3 separate regions of the Mus musculus genome follow, and regions 1 and 3 are each linked to region 2. The links are chromatin contacts, called in public HiChIP or PLAC-seq maps. All regions are on one chromosome and are shown on one strand. Each heading gives the region's core, a stretch centred on a gene start, on an enhancer-like site or on the middle of the called end of the contact. The rest is flanking DNA. Distances are from core to core; before and after follow the strand shown. Region 1 overlaps Trim71 (tripartite motif-containing 71). Region 2 holds the start of Ccr4 (chemokine (C-C motif) receptor 4). Region 3 overlaps Glb1 (galactosidase, beta 1).

Evidence for each region. HiChIP or PLAC-seq counts read pairs in DNA pulled down with a chosen protein or histone mark.
Region 1: an H3K27ac HiChIP or PLAC-seq map of embryonic stem cells shows a contact between it and region 2, with 11 read pairs. The contact joins the enhancer-like site here to the promoter of Ccr4 in region 2. A contact is called at or near these places in 3 of 484 Hi-C or Micro-C datasets (the N1E-115 cell line and embryonic stem cells), 10 of 115 datasets of contacts at active chromatin or transcription factors (the HPC-7 cell line, double positive thymocytes, embryonic stem cells and 2 more) and 3 of 9 other capture datasets (adipose tissue, liver and pancreatic islet).
Region 3: a BATF HiChIP or PLAC-seq map of CD8 T cells shows a contact between it and region 2, with 38 read pairs. The contact joins the enhancer-like site here to the promoter of Ccr4 in region 2. A contact is called at or near these places in 3 of 39 promoter capture datasets (the 3T3-L1 cell line, hippocampal neurons and maxillary cranial neural crest), 1 of 15 datasets of contacts at CTCF or cohesin (CD8 T cells), 25 of 484 Hi-C or Micro-C datasets (the C2C12 cell line, CD4 T cells, CD8 T cells and 8 more), 14 of 115 datasets of contacts at active chromatin or transcription factors (CD8 T cells, the SCID.adh cell line, double positive thymocytes and 6 more) and 3 of 9 other capture datasets (adipose tissue, liver and pancreatic islet).

What each region holds. Positions count from the first base shown.
Region 1 is chr9:114,546,459-114,549,246 of GRCm38.p6, forward strand. All of the region lies in intron 1 of Trim71 (tripartite motif-containing 71), which reads right to left. Among named protein-coding and RNA genes, the nearest start is that of Trim71, 17 kb to the right of the region's middle. Within about 2 kb of position 1,408, at least 56 of the 459 cell types and tissues checked have an H3K27ac peak or open chromatin away from gene starts, as enhancers often do. A contact at or near this core is called in the HPC-7 cell line, the N1E-115 cell line, embryonic stem cells and 1 more, where this site is marked.
Region 2 is chr9:114,494,922-114,497,871 of GRCm38.p6, forward strand. It overlaps Ccr4 (chemokine (C-C motif) receptor 4), which reads right to left and starts at 1,623. Exons shown (of 2, transcript NM_009916.2): 1 at 1,577-1,623.
Region 3 is chr9:114,439,403-114,442,353 of GRCm38.p6, forward strand. The region is part of intron 9 of Glb1 (galactosidase, beta 1); the gene reads left to right. Among named protein-coding and RNA genes, the nearest start is that of Gm30254, 21 kb to the right of the region's middle. Within about 2 kb of position 1,344, at least 31 of the 459 cell types and tissues checked have an H3K27ac peak or open chromatin away from gene starts, as enhancers often do. A contact at or near this core is called in CD8 T cells, the SCID.adh cell line, Th1 cells and 6 more, where this site is marked.

The DNA of each region.
Region 1 (2,788 bases), core at 158-2,657, 51 kb after region 2:
AGGGCAGTCCAAAATGCTGAACCAGAAAAGGGCAGGTGAGAATCGGCCCGGGCACCTTACCCACCCAAGTCTGCAGCAATCTCTCTGAGCTATCAAGTCTATGTTGACACTGTGCATGGCGGAGATAGAACGTTCAGGAATTCCTAGCCAGCTGGTTTCAGTTGGAACATTATCTCAGCACTCAGGAGGCAGAGACAGGTGAGTCTCTTGAGTTTATGGCTGGTCTGGTCTACACAGTTCTGGGACAGCCAGGGCTATATAGAGAAACCATCTCAAACAAACATACAAAAAAAAATTTTTTTAATTAATGAACGAATAAAAACCAACAACAGAAACACACACAAAGCAACGGAACCCTAAAATCCTCTTCTGGAATGACGGTCTGTGGTCTCATGGCTCAGCTCAAGGAGAGGCCAAGGGACGGTGGTGCTGTAGCTCTGGGAGCCACAGGCAGCTCTTCCTTCCGGCCGCCTTGGGGGATGGGGGGGGTGGGGGCCCACATCCGGCAGATCCTAAGCATGGGGTTCCTCCCTTGCCTGGGGCACGAGTGGGTGGGATGTCATTGCAGATAACCCCGGTCCTATTCAAGGTCACTAAAAAGTCGAGTGGGTAGGGGAAATAAATGCTCAGGACCGCCTGCGTGAGGCCACCATACACACATCAAGCACAAGGCAAATTTACACCCTCCTGAACACTGCACAGAGGACACACATATACTAAAAATGAGGATAATTCATTGTCTGTCTGGAATTCAAGTCTATATTTGGCAAGGGGGAGCTCCCTGATAAACTGTGGGGACAAGTCACACCTTAAAGGAAAAGGCTAGGATTTAAGACAATCCACAACTTGAGCCTAATAAATGGTTGGTAGACCACTCCACGGGTATTCATAGGCCTTTTACTTAACCAAACGAAACCCAGGAAGTTAGTTAGGACAAAAGCTAACTGGTAAGTCTAATTTAGGGATGTCTAGAGGGTCCGGGTACAGCCAGGTATACCCACTCCTGAGGGGCAGGGGCAGGGCCAGACTTCTGTGATGCCACCCATCCAAGGCAAGGCCATCTTGTTCCCCACAGCAGGAGGCAGTTGTTCCCAGCCTTTGGGGGAACAAGGCCCAGATAGGAATTCCTACAGCAGAGCCTGCAGGTCGGCAGGAAAAACAGCAGAGCCTGAGGTAGCAAGGAGCAGATTGTCCCCAGGATGCTGGGCTCCAGGAGAACCTCAAAACCAAGGTCTACAAGCTGGCTGAGGTGGGGTGAGTCCCAGGGCGTGAGGGAGCAAAGTTCAGGAGGAACAATCTCAGAGGAAAACAGGCCCAAAGCCCTGGATTTTAATCATTAACTGCGTCTCGAGGGTCTCCTTTGTGTGCCTTCGATGCAGTGCGGTAACCAGGGCAAACACTCCTGCCCTTCAAAGCCTGGAAGGTGGGGTTGTTTAAACAGGAGCTCAGCATCACCATCACCACAGGAGATGATGCAGGGAGATTCCACCAGAGATAGAATGCAGGAGAGGTCTCTGTTCCTGCCTGCTGACTCTAGGGTGATCACATGTGGGGGGCGGGGGGAGTGTGACAGCTGAGCCACCTAGGCTGGAGGGGGTGGGGGTTGCACACCTACATGGTTCTCTTCTCTGAGAGCAGAGAGGACAAACCAGGCAGGCATAGCAAGGCTTAGAAAGGCTGAAGCAGGAAGACTGCTACAAGTTCAAGAACTCGGGCTGCGGGTCCCGGGATAGCCTGTAGGAGATTCTCTCTCAAATAACTTAATTAGCTTAATTAAGCAAATATTCCGTGGAACCCAACAGCTTCCGGCAGCCAGTCTAATTAGCTTGACACTGGATGAACTGAAAGTCTATGGAGAGGAACTTTAAGTGCCCAGCCTTTTCCCAGATTTCCAAAGACCCATCACTCAAAGGCTCCCGGGTCTTTCGGGACCACCACTGCTGTCTCTTCCCTTCCCTGGGTACCACCCACATCAGTCCCCCAAGTCTGACCATCACGAGGCCCACCCATTTCCGACATACTTATATAGATCCTACCGCTCAGGAGGAAAGAGTTACACAAGAAATAAAGCTGAGAAATCCACTTAGCATCCTGACAGGGCTGTCGAGGGAGCCTTCCTCCACAGCCCACAGCCAGGCTTCTGGGGTGAGAAAGGAGAGCTCTAAACCCCCCAGGAAGGAAGCAGCCTACTGTAAAAACCAGGGAGTCACATGCTCCCAACTGGTGGGGTCAGGTCACTTCCCCTGGGACCTCATTGCCAGCGGAAGGCCATTCTGAAAAGCATTTACAATAGCTGGTCCAAGGGAAGACTGTCCTGATGTGGGCGAGAGAGATGTCTCAGTTGGCAGTGTCTGTCTAGCCCAACCTCACCTTCATCCTCTACATGGTTTACGTTCCTGTCAAGAGGCTCAAAGATCAACATTTTCTAGTAAAAAAAACAAAACAAAACAAAACTGCTGTCGGCCTAGGTAACTGACCTCACACTGACTGCCCCTGCAGAAAAATATGTCAATACTAAAGGGAGCTCCTGGTTCCCCGTCCTACCTGGCCACCTCTGTAACAGCACACAAAAGCTGGTTTCTGCTTCTCTACCCCCTACCCAGTGTGGCTACTTGATTAACTTTTTAAAAGTATTTACCATAAGCATAAAGCACTTTTACCAACAAAATACCCAAGGGCTGCTGGGTAATTGTCTTTCTCTATTCTGGGGATGCAAGGGTTCCCAGAATATAACTCTGCTTGTGTCCCCTAAACACCTCCGGCAAGGCGGTTGTTGCGTGAGAATGCT
Region 2 (2,950 bases), core at 373-2,872:
CTGTTAAACCCTTCTCACTTTGTTCAGTAATTCACATCTAATCTCTCCCCATAGCTTCAGTTCTGCACGCCTGAACACTCTACTGTTTCTATGAGTATGCGGTGTACACGTGTGCACACATCTGTGTGTGCGGTCATTCAGCTGTGCCTGTGTTAATGGAGGCCAGAGGTGTCTTTTGCTATCACTCTCTACCTTGTTTTTTGAGATACAGTCTCAATACCAGGACTCTCTGTTTTGGGAAGACAGGCTGGCCAAGGAACCTCCCATTTATCCGTCTCCACGGTGTCTCCACCGAGGGGGAGGGCTATGAGGTCCTAGGCGTGCACAGCCACTCCTGGCTTTTGCTCACCTTCTGGAGAGCTCAAGGCCCTGTGTTTTAGGTACGAACGCATTGCCCACTGAACCATCACCCCTACCCCTGGTGTTTTTTCAAAAGAGATTTTATTTCTTTGGTTTTTTTTTTTTTTTCCCCTTGGAAAAGCATGATGAAGACTTGTCACATGGGAGAGTCTCCTGGGAGGCTTGTCAGTGACTAACAACTGTCTTGTGTTGCTATCATTTTACCAGTAAAGTTTAAAGGGGGAAAAAAATTTCAGTAAAACAGAAGAATGAAGATAGGCTCAGAAGAACAAACCGCCAAACAAAAAGGATAGTCCAGTCTACTGGCCCATATATATATGCCAGCATTTGAGAGGCTGAGGCACAGGCAGGAAGGCCAGAAGTTCAAGGCCATGCTCAGCAACACTGAGGGTGAGGCCAGCCTGCACTGTATCTGACTCTCAAAACCAAGTGAGGCCAAGAGGATGCTCTGCAAATGGAGACATCTGCCTAACCCTGAGTTTAATTCCTTGGTCTCACATGGTAGAAAAAAAAACAGACTCCCGCAAATTACCCTCTGACACGCACCCTCCGTATATAGGCACACACACACATCCATATATACCTGCACTACATAAAGAAATGTAATAAAATACATTTCAAAAGAAAATTACTAATTAAGTAAGTAAGTCACCTACGATGCCGTAATTCCTGGGTATGTGATATTCCTTGCTGGAACAAGCAGAAAAGTTTGCAGTCCTCGTCAGACTTGAGGGCGTGAGCCGAGTCCGGAATGGATGCCTGGCTGGTGAAGCCTCAGGCGGCCTGCCTGCAGACAGGTAGGAAGTGTGTGTTCTCCAAGACAGAGGCCAGCACCAGCAAGATTAAGAAGCCTGAGTGTGAAGCTGCTGAGATGGCTTGGTGGCTAAGGTCCCTGGCTGCTCTGGAAGAGGACACGGCTTCAATTTCTAACACCCGGATGGTGGCTCGAAACCATCTGTAACCCCAATTCCAGGGGATCCGAGGCCCTTTTCCTTTTCTTACAACCTCCTTAGGCACAAGCACACACGTGGGCACTTACATATTTGCAGGCAAAACATTCTTACACATACAACAAGATAAATTAACAAAACAAAACAAAACAAAACCTGAGTGTGGGGCCAGGCAGGTAGCTAGTCACCTGTCCGTGCTCCCCGAAGCCACAGGCACCTGCAGCAGCGCAGCCACAGGTCCCGCGAATGTCCCTGTCTCCACCTACCTTGCTCTTCTGAAAGTGATCCTGAGGACAGTCTATGAAGCAATGCCAGGATCCTAGAAGCAGCAAAGGTGCTTTGAAGGGTATGTGACTTCCTGTGACACTGTGATATACCAACTCTCCCCTCACCCATGTGGGGCTTCTTGACAAAAGGAAGAAGAAAGAAAAAAAAAAAAAAAAGCTGAGTGACTCATTTCCCCAAACGCAAAGCTAGGCTGGTGTAGTTTCTTCTGTGGCAGGGAAGAAAAATGACAAGAAGGTAAGAGCCAGGTGCAGCGGCGTAGACTGTGATCCCAGCACGTGGGAGGTGGAGGCAGGCGGTCATCCTGGGCTACATAGTGTGTTTAAGGCTAACCTGAACTACATGTGAACCTGCCTCAAAAAAGAATGGATGGGAGGGCATGGAGGGAAGGGACAGGGAGGGAGAATAAAAAGGGAAACTTTAAGGCTTTTCAAGTTGTGAAATATATGTGCTGTGGGTTAGGGATGGCGCACAGAGGCAGAGGGTTTGCTTAGAGTGATCAAAGCCCTGGGTCTAATCGCAGGACCACAAAGAGCAGTTGTTTAAAAAAAGAAAAACTGTGAGCACGAGTCCCTTGATTAGGTCTTCAACTCTGGGAGAAGACCAAAAACAAAAAAACCAACAAGAAACAAAACAAAACAACCAACAACAAAACAAGCAAAAACAAAAACAAACCAAAAACAACAAACCGAACAAAAACATGCAGAGGAGGGGAAAGTTGATTTAATGATGTGAGTCTGACTTACAAGGTGACTTCGTCAGGTAACTCCATTTTCAGAGGATCTGCTGCCCTCTCCTAGACATGGCACAAGCTCGACGCAGCAACACACATGGAGGCAAAACCTCCATCCATATAAACAAAACCGGAAATGACTGAGCTGCCAGGGGGAGCATGAGTTGATCTTGAGACCCAGGGCAGCTTTCAGCCTTGTGGGATGGGCAAGCTGCTACTACCCAGAGGTAACCAGCAGGCAGCCTGGCACAGTGCATCCCCACTCCTTAAGAACCAGGAGACCTTCCTGCAGGGAGGATTTCAAATGAAACATCAGGGTCAGAAGAGACAAGAGCACTGGCTGCTCTTACAGAGGACCTGCCACCAGCTCTCTGTACCCAAGTGTCTGTAGCTCCATTTCTAGGGGACCTGACACTCTCTTCGTCTCTGTGGCTACTGCACACATGTGGCGCACTTACATATATGTAGGCCAAAGCCTCATACACATACAAGTGAGAATAAATAAACATTGTTTTTCTGGGGCAGGAGACATGAAGTTTGTAGCCTCAGCTGCCCTGAAATTCAGAGATCTGCCTGCCTCTGCTTCTGAAGTGTAGGATTAAAGATGTGTGCCATTACACCT
Region 3 (2,951 bases), core at 94-2,593, 56 kb before region 2:
AGGTGCTAGGGTGCTTGTCTCGCATGCACAAGGCCCTGGGTTTGAGCCCCATGCACAGCCTCCACATGGTGGGTGGTATGCGTTTCTAATGCCAGCACTTGGAAGGAAGAGGTGAATGGTAGTTTTCAGGTGGCACAAGTGGGTGAGAGGCCACTCGTGACAGTCTTTCAAAAAATAAAGAAAGCGAAGGCTGAGTCAGATGTGGTGGTGGTAACCGGTAATCCCAGCATTTGGGAGGTAGAGACAGAGTTACTACAGGTTTGAGGCTAGCCTGATCTACATAAGGGTTACATAGGGAGATTCTGTCTCAAAACAAAAAGTAAATAAATAAATAATAGAATCTTTTTTTTTAAGGATTTATTTATTTACTTTATGTATGTGAGTACACTGTAGCTGTCTTCAGACACACCAGATGAGGGCATCAGATCCCGTTACAGATGGTTGTGAGCCACCATGTGGTTGCTGGGAATTGAACTCAGGACCTCTAGAAGAGCAGTCACATGCCTTAAGTAGGGACTCTCCCCCGTGGTGCTGATAACTTGCTGTGCAAACACATCGACCTGAGTTTGAGCCCTGGAGCCCACCAAAAAAAAAAAAAAAAGGCTGGGTGTCAGCACTCAGGAGGCAGAGAGCTTTGAGACCAGCCTGGCCTGCAGAGCAAGTCTCAGGACAGCTAAGGCCCCACAGAGAAACCCTGTCTCAAAAACAAGACGAACAAACAAAACAAAGGAAAGAAGAAAAGAAAAGCCAAGCCGGGCGTGGTGAGGTGAACTTCTGTAACCCTCGTGCTAGAAAGGGGAGACAGGCAGGTTTCTGGGGCTTGCTAGTCATTTGGTGTAGCTGTAGCTGAATTAGAAGCTCCAAGCTGGTGAGATACCCTGTCTCCTAAACCGAATTGAGAGCCAATGAGATGGTCCAGTGGCTAAAAGTTCTTGCTGCCCAGCCTGAAGACCTGATTTTGATCCTCAGAACCTACGTGATAGAAGGAAAGGAAATGGCTCCTGAAACTGACCTTCCCATGAGTCCCGGGGCACATATGTGAACAAAATTAATTAACTCAGTTTTTTCATCCATTCAAACCAAGATGGTAGGCAGAAGTTCTGGCTTTTATATGCATATGCACGCACACATGTGCCTCCATGTGCAGGCGTACTCATACGTGCATGCATGTACTCACACACACAATAAGAACTAGAAAAGTTACACTTGTTTTTCCTGAACGCCACACACTGATCCTCCCCCACCCCCTCGCCAGGCTTAGGCTGAGGACCCAGGGTCGGCCAGCACAGGCTGGTCTGCCTGTAAGGAGTGTGACGCTTACAGATGAGTCAAGTGAGAAGCCACTCTGGAGTTAAACCACACAGAAGGTGAACTCCTTAGGTGAGGATGTGGTTTTTAATCTCGCTGTATCTCATGGGAAGGAACGTATTTGAACCTGTGCGTCCGCCCAGGCAGGCAGACCTGGGGGAAAGCTGCCTCTGAGGACTAGGGAGTAGAGGATGTTAATACAGCAGTCTGTTGGCTGAAGGTCTGGGTCTTCTAAGGTGAGATTCTGTGCGGAGCAGCAATGAGGAAGTTAGCGCTGACCTGATGCCCACTCGTTGATATGTCAGCCCTCTGACAGCTGGTCCTCAGCCCGTCACTTGTGAACTTACCGCCAAGCACTGACGATCTGTTATGTTTGGAGCCTCATTTACTTACAAATTAGAGCCGTCAGAGAACAGCTTCGTTCTCGAGTGTGCGTGGCAGAGGGCTGCTGAGTTAGAAGGGGAAGAAAACCTTGCAGGCTCACGGTTAGCTGCAGTAGTGTCGCTATCTCAAGGGCTGCAGGTGTCACCCTCTAGGTACAGTGCCAACTTAGCCTGCACAAGGTCCCAGTACTGCCAAACCAGGTTTGGTGATACATAGCTGTGACCCCAGATACACACCCATAGTCCCTGATATACACCTGTGACCCCAGATACACACCTGTGATTCTAGCACCTGAGAGAGACACCTGGGATCCCAGATACACACCTGTGATCCCAGAAACACCTGTGACCCTCTGACATACACCTGGGACCCCAGATACACACCTGGGACCCCAGATACACACCTGGGACCCCAGATACACGCCTGTGATCATAGCACCTGAGAGAGACACCTGTGAGCCCAGATACACACCTGTGATCCCAGCACCTGAGAGACACACCTGTGATCCTGACATCTGAGAGATAAGAGGCAGAAGACCAGAAGTCCGTTATCGGCCTTGGATGCATAGCTTGTTTGAAGCTATCCTGGGCCTCGTCTGAAAGAAAGAAGAAAAGGGACGAAAGACCACCCCTGCCCCCAGCCCACCCCCAATCCCTCACAGGAACCAGCTTCCAGGGCAGGACTCCTCATGTGTCTCTCATGCATGGGTAAATTTCCAAAGGACTGGCCAAAAGGGAACCTAACCCTGTAAGTATCCACTTTGACAAGCTTAGAAGTTTCTGGTCTAGACTCTGCACCATGAACAATAATTGCAAGGGATTTTTTTTTTTTTTTTTTTTTTTTTTGGTGCTTTTATGTGCCCAGCCTTGAGTCTGCTCATTGGTCTTGTCACAGGTCACATTCTGGGAAGTTGTATTGATTATGCTTCCCATTGCTGTGAGAAAAACCTAACAAAACCAAACCTGAGGAAGTGGTCAGGAGCTCGAAGCCGTTGGCCGAGTCATCTCTGCAGTCAGGAAAGGGCCAGAGATGAGTGCTGGCTGGGACTCGACTGGTTTTGTCTTTACTGTGGGACACCAGCCCATGGGATGGTAGCTTCTTCCCTATCTAGGTAGAGCCTCTCCTAGGTGCGTCTAAGTCAATAATATCAATAATATTATTGACTGTCGAGTCAATAATATCAGCCATCACAGAAAATGTTCCTTGGGTATGTTCTCAGGGGCAGCACCGGTCCCACAAAAACAACAGGGTGTAGAAGA